Linked DNA regions of Mus musculus: region 1 is linked to region 2. The links are chromatin contacts, called in public Hi-C maps. All regions are on one chromosome and are shown on one strand. Each heading gives the region's core, a stretch centred on a gene start, on an enhancer-like site or on the middle of the called end of the contact. The rest is flanking DNA. Distances are from core to core; before and after follow the strand shown.

Region 1 (3,016 bases), core at 289-2,788, 460 kb after region 2:
GAGCCACACACAGGCCCCCTCAAGCCCTCCCCAGCCCCCTACAAGACCAAGCGCTCTCCGTTGACCACCCGACGCTTGGGCCCCACGTTGGCCCCAGAACAGACCCGGAGGGTCACAAGGAACAGCAGCACTCAGACAGTATCAGACAAGAGCACGCAGACAGTGCTGCCCTATACGGCCACCAAACAGAAAGCTAAGGGCAAGAACTAGGGGCTTGGGGGGGGGGGCGGGGGATGCATAGAGGTATAAATATATATATATATTTAAACAAACACAGTCATAATAAAATTCATAAACACTTAAGGATCCGGGGCCCACAGGCCCCAAAGCCTTCAGAAAGCTCATCCTAAACAACCAGATGTCCAGAGTTTACCCTCCTCTCTGTATGGCAGGGTTCCCTGAAGGAAGCTGATCCTTCACCATGCCCACTACAACTCCCCAACACCATGGAAGTCTGTGATCGCTAACCTGGGCCATTTCCTCCAGGGAACCCAGCAGCTGGAGGCAAGCTAAGGGAACAGTATGCCAGGCCAGGGCTCACCAGAGAAACTAAGGACTTAGAGCCCACAGTTGACACCACTCCAGGTAGACCCAGAAGCACCTATGTCCTCCTGAGAAGGCCAGTACCTTGTCTCCCCGACCCCCCGCCCCAGACAACCCTGCCTTCACCCCCTGCATCTTAGGATTGCCCCAGACACTGAGAAGGATGTCCTGCTATAGAGCAGGCTGTACTGCCCAGAGACTGGCAGCTAAGAAGCTGCAGGACCAGGCCAGTCCAATCTGAGAACCCAGTCCACTCCAATCTTTCAGTTCCCATCCTTAGCTCTGGAGTTCAGAATTCTCAGATCTTGACCCCGAGCAGACCCAAGATCTGTGGACAGTGACAGCAGCTGCCATAGTGTTGGGAACCAGGACACAAATGCACTTGGCCGTCTGCACTAGGCAGGCAGCAAGAGTTAGGGTACCCAGTGTCTCCACCTGGCTCCTACTTCCGCATGCCCAGCCCCTTAGCCCACCTTACTAAGTCCTGAGTAGAGATGCAGGCAGAGTACAGCAGCAACAGAGCTTTGCTGGCATTTGATCTTCCCAGCAACAGCCTTGAAATGTCCTGAGGGTGATGTCGGCAGTCACCATTCACATTTACTGAGCAGGTCACTGTGCTCAACACACCATATAACATTACCTCATTGCTCCATTTTTCAAATGAGAAGACTGAGGTTCAGAGAGGTAAAGTAACTGATCCAAGGCCACAGAGCCTCTGCTTTCCTGTCCCCAAGAACTAGTAGTCTACAGGTTATGCCTGGCCCTGATGTATAGCAACCGTGTCACCTTGGGCCAATCCATTTGCCTCTTGATCTTTTCTACTGTAAAATGGGTCTGATAGTCTTCACCACCTCAGTGGCAGTCACAGGGATCCAGCAGGGTGATGAGTGCACACACTCTAGATAAACTGAAGGCACTACATGGCTACTGTGGTCAATGTGGGCCAGCCCACATATCCAGTGACTTCAGGGTAGAGCGGCTTAGTCGAAGCCACTTCCACGGGATCAGAAGCTATCCTGAGTCAGAAGTATCCCATGGCTTTGCCCCTACAAACAGCTTGAGGCTAGAAGATGGCCACAGTGTGACTCATTACCCCCACCTGGAGCAGAGATGTGGTCAGTGAACTGGTGAGAGCATCAGCCCTGGACATTTCTATAAATACAGAACCACGGCCTGCCAGGAGGGCCTTGTGGTCTGCCAGCACCTGCTGCCCAGGTCTGGGGAGGTGCTGTGTAATCCCAGAGTGGGAACTAGCAGGCTGGTCTAGATACAAGGACAATGACCGGGAAATCTAGGCAACCTAGGGTATCACAGGATGAGATCTGTCCCTACTTTGGTGAGGTCAGTGCCCTACAAAGCCAGTGTGGTACAGCCACCAGAGTGGGAGTCCATTGATAGCCAGCTGGGGCCAGCAGGGGTTAGCTCATACCAGTGGGCCAGCGAGGCCCCGCCCTCCCTGAACTGAACAGTTCCCACTCTTCCCTTCTCTCGGAGACTGTTTTTCCCCTCATCAGTGATGAGCTAGTTTTTCTCATCTTTTCAATCATTACGGAGATGAAACCTCCAGAAGAGTTCCCATTTCACAGGGAATGAAACTGAGACCCAGGGCCAGGGTCTCTGAGAGCCCTGAGTAAGGGATTTTTCCTCTCTCAAATGCCTCTCCGACTCAGGCTCATATGACTGTGTTTGGTCACAGATAACCTCAACCTCTTGTGCCCAAGTGGGGTGTACAGTGGGTGTGTCGTGGTTTTGAAGTGGAGATGGGTCCACCATGGTGAAGGCCCAGAAAGCTTGTGGTGTACCTGCCAAATCCAAACCTCACTGGCAGTGGGATAGACTTCTTAAGGAAAACTTGAAATACAGACCACGCCCACCCAGGGAGAAAAGGCATTCTGACCATCAGAGCAGATGCTCCCATCCTCAGAGCACACACAGCAATTCTGGGTTCCTCCTCCACCAGGCCAGCTCTGCCTCCTGCTCCTCCCTGCCTCCAGGCCTCTGCTGGTGTCTGGCTGGGCTCCTGAGGAGCTTAGCTGCTTTTAGGACGTAGGAGTTCACCTGCCATGTGCATTTCCTTGTGCTGTAGGTGCTCTGGAGAAGGTAGGAAGGAGCTAAGCAGACCCTCATAGCAGAGAGGGGGCTAAGCATAATAAAGAGCTCCGCCCACGAGCACATACTATGCACTGGAATTGTGTAAGCATGTGCCTTATCTCATTCATTCCTCACAGAAATTGCAAGGCACATTGTTTTACGTGTGCCTGTTTTCCAGATGGGAAAACTGAGGTCTGAGAGAAGTCAAATCATTTACTAAAGGACATACAATATGAGTTAGGATTCAAACCCAAACTCCGTTTCTTAGCACTCATATGTGTCCTGGCATAAGGGTAGACATTAGGTGGCCCAAGAACCACACAAGCCTTGGAGGGTAAGAAATGTGTTGGAAAGAGGAAGCCGGTGAACCTGTTTGGAGAGA
Region 2 (3,249 bases), core at 507-3,006:
AAGCATGCAGTATCTGTAGACACACACACACACACACACACACACACACACACACACACACACAGAGAGAGAGAGAGAGAGAGAGAGAGAGAGAGAGAGAGAGAGAGAGAGAGAGAGAGAGACTGAGATCTGAGATACAGGCAAGCAAGGTTCTGGAAGAGAACGGCTCAGAGATGGGAGGCAAGTGAGCCCTCTGAGCTGCCTGTGGACTTCTGGGCTGTGGGATGCCTTGCTCCTGTGGGTGGGCCTCCCAGGATCCAGAAAACACAACTCTACATCCAACTCTCCCCTGGTCTCCAGCTGCCTGGGGGCGGAATCCAACTATATCCCAGCTATAGTCTCCCACCTGCTGCATGGTGTGCCATGGCTTTCTAGGGGAGGGGAGTCCCCAGCCAGCAGGAACTCATCGGACACCACCAGTCATCTGCCACTGCTGTCTAGCCTTCTGGCTATAGTCCCTCTGACTGGTGCCAGTATTGGCTCTATCTCCCTAGCATCTGTTCTGGCTTCCCCAGATCTATGCCCATCTGGTATCTTCAGACAGAGTGCTAACTGGGACCCTGAACCTGGGACCACACACACAAACACAAACACACACACACACACACACACACACACACACACACACAATTTGGTGTCAGGGACATGTGTGGAACTTGGGACCTCCTGGAGGCCTAGGTGTTGCTGTGAGCTCAGGTTGGGCTGTGCAGGTGTCAGAGAGTTGGTCTTACTTCTGTTTCAACGGGTTGTTCCACTTAAACTCTTTTTCTTTCTTTCTTACTACCCGGGGCTTGCTGGCTCCCCCTCTGCTGGGTGGCCTTCACTTTATGACTCATCCGATGCCTGGCTGGATCTAGGGCTCAGAGCTTGGCTGAAGGAAGTCTCTGATATCTCAACAGAGGATATTCATCTTCTGTACTTTCCTCGATGCTTCAGTATCTTATGCTGCTCTGATTAGAGTGGCCCCAAATGGGGTTATTAGCTTATATGGTTATCGCCTCCATACATACACAGTCCCATGTGCACAGATACAGGAAATCATATTCAAGGATGATCCATGCAGCACAGTCTATAGTCTTACACTAACTACTGCTTCTCTGGTGCCTGGTCTGTCTGTAAGGAATGTCCTAGAATTAATTGTCCTTGTACAGAGAGTAGGCCAGACTATTGCGAAATGAAGAGATCATGTGGGGAGTCAACACCATTCTGACCTTAACTGGGAGGGGATGTGTATGTGCACATAGAAGACATTTTGGACAAGAGGTTGCCAGCCCCTTGGGGTCCGGTTAGCAGGGGATTATCCTTTCTAAGACCCCACTGTTCACCATCTCTGCAGTTCTGGGCTGTGAAGGGACTAAGCTCTGATCTGTTATTTGTACCCTCCCTACAGAGGAAGAAAACAGGGATCATAACGAAGAAGGGAAGGACAGAGGGAGAGGTTGGCTTCTGGTGAGGTGGCCCTGCCACAGCCATCAGGTCCTTCTGGAGGAGGATCAATGGGTCCCAGGGACTCCATCCCTTGAAGAGTAGCCCTCCCCTTCTCTTCCTCCCCAGCCTCTTAGCCCAGCCCTGCCTATTCACCCTGGAAGAGGGGCTTCCGTCTGGAGACTGTGTGGGCTCCTGCCTCATCTTCTTTACTCTGGCCAGAGTCTGTTTCTGTGGGAACCTCAAATGCCTCCATTTGCATGGCCAAGTGGGGACCTTGTCAGCACAGCTGGGCTGGGAGACTGACCACAAGGTTCAAGCTGGCAGCCCTGACCTCTAGCCACAGCCTGCAGCCGGGCTGCCCTCAGGGCCACGCTGTGCGTCATGTCCTAGCCTTGAGAACCCTATGCTCTGGATTTTCCTTGCTGTCTCACTCTCTTGTTACCTTCTGGGGGAGGGACAGGTATGCCCGACTCAAATGCCACTGTGCCTGACCCCAAGGTTCCTTACCCACTAACACTCCCTCCTAGGACCTTCAGAGCCTGCCAGAGTGAGACAAGTCAGAGTGCCAGGCTCTGCTTTTCCCAGCTGCCCAGGAGTGGACTTTACTGCAGTCACAGCACAAAACTCCAGTGTCCTCATCTTCGGGATGAGAAGTCAGCCCCCAAGGACTAGTGCCATCTGAGGACAGTAGGAAGGTTAGCCCTGATGAGCACTAGGGTGCCTGGAAATAGTAACTCACTTCTTAGAATCACTTTAAGTTTCTTTAAAGACATATTCAAGAATGGCCCTGGGCAGTGGGCCCCGAAATTCTTCTTATGGGATGAGTCACAGTGGGAGGACAGTGGGGATTCTCTGACAAGTGCCCTAGGGAGATTGCTTAGACCCTGGTCAGTGCTATGGTAAAGTATAAAGCATATTACCCAGTGAGGATCTTCTAAACACACCGCCAACTATGTAGTCAGGATAGCCCTTGTACCAGCGCTATGCAGATAGAGAAACTGAGGCTGTGAGCAGCGTGCCCAGAGACTGTCACAAAGCCTGTGCCCAAAGCAGCACGATATCCCCCAGGGTGCTCAAGGCTTGCTGAGTGCCACTTTGTACAGTTCTGGGCCACTCAGGTCCTAGAAGAGAGCCAAGCTAGACAGTCCTTGCCTTTGGTGGTTCACTCTACACTGATGGGGTAGCAGACACTTCCCGTGTCTGTGGCAGAAGGGGCTTCCAGGAGGCCCGTCTGGGCTAGGAAACCTGAGAAAGCTTCCTGGGGGCATATGGGCAGGCTGTACCTGGGAGGAGGAGGCAGAGGAGAAGTTGTGGGGAGGGGAGAGCAAGGGAGAGCAGCAGGGCAAGCAGAGACGTGGGCTCAGGAGCCTGGTCTCTGCTGCTGGGCACTGAAGGGCCCACGCTGGAGGGGGGTATAGTAAGGGCTCGCTGGCTGCTAAAATACGTAGGAACAGAGGGGTATAGGGACCAAGAGTAGTGCTGCATGAGAGGCGGCGGCACTCTTGCCTGGCAGAGGCTGTGGGACCCTTGCCTGGCGGAGGCGGCAGGACCCTCGCCTGAAGTAGGAGGCAGTTCCATAGAAACAAGATGAAGACAATGGGTGTGGACCCAACAGACTGTGGGGGCACTGGGAAGGCAGTTTTCTAGGACATGTGTCTCAGGGAGAGCGCGCATGTTCAGATTTGAGAAATGGGGAGAGAAAAGACCAAGGTATTGGTGGTGGGTGCTGAGGAACCTCGCAAGTGGCAAAAGCCGGGTGGCCGAGCCAAAGCCACGGGGCTCCTGAAGAATGCTGGGGCTGTGGAAAGTGTTGACAGGGTT

Evidence for each region. Hi-C and Micro-C count contacts between places; a contact is called where the count stands out from the background.
Region 1: a contact with region 2 is called in a Hi-C map of myocytes, with 2.0 times the contacts expected there. The contact joins two enhancer-like sites. A contact is called at or near these places in 3 of 39 promoter capture datasets (hematopoietic stem and progenitor cells, hippocampal neurons and liver), 1 of 15 datasets of contacts at CTCF or cohesin (the NIH/3T3 cell line), 7 of 484 Hi-C or Micro-C datasets (cerebral cortex, cortical neurons, differentiating embryonic stem cells and 4 more), 1 of 115 datasets of contacts at active chromatin or transcription factors (forebrain) and 2 of 9 other capture datasets (embryonic stem cells and macrophages).

The regions. Positions count from the first base shown.
Region 1 is chr9:58,499,478-58,502,493 of GRCm38.p6, forward strand. Insyn1 (inhibitory synaptic factor 1) reads left to right here. Exons shown (of 3, transcript NM_176921.4): 3 at 1-303. The coding sequence ends at 210. Among named protein-coding and RNA genes, the nearest start is that of Insyn1, 12 kb to the left of the region's middle. Within about 2 kb of position 1,539, at least 12 of the 459 cell types and tissues checked have an H3K27ac peak or open chromatin away from gene starts, as enhancers often do. A contact at or near this core is called in myocytes, where this site is marked.
Region 2 is chr9:58,035,330-58,038,578 of GRCm38.p6, forward strand. All of the region lies in intron 11 of Ccdc33 (coiled-coil domain containing 33), which reads right to left. All of the region lies in intron 4 of Gm16130 (predicted gene 16130), which reads left to right. Among named protein-coding and RNA genes, the nearest start is that of Gm16130, 4.7 kb to the left of the region's middle. Within about 2 kb of position 1,757, at least 28 of the 459 cell types and tissues checked have an H3K27ac peak or open chromatin away from gene starts, as enhancers often do. A contact at or near this core is called in myocytes, where this site is marked.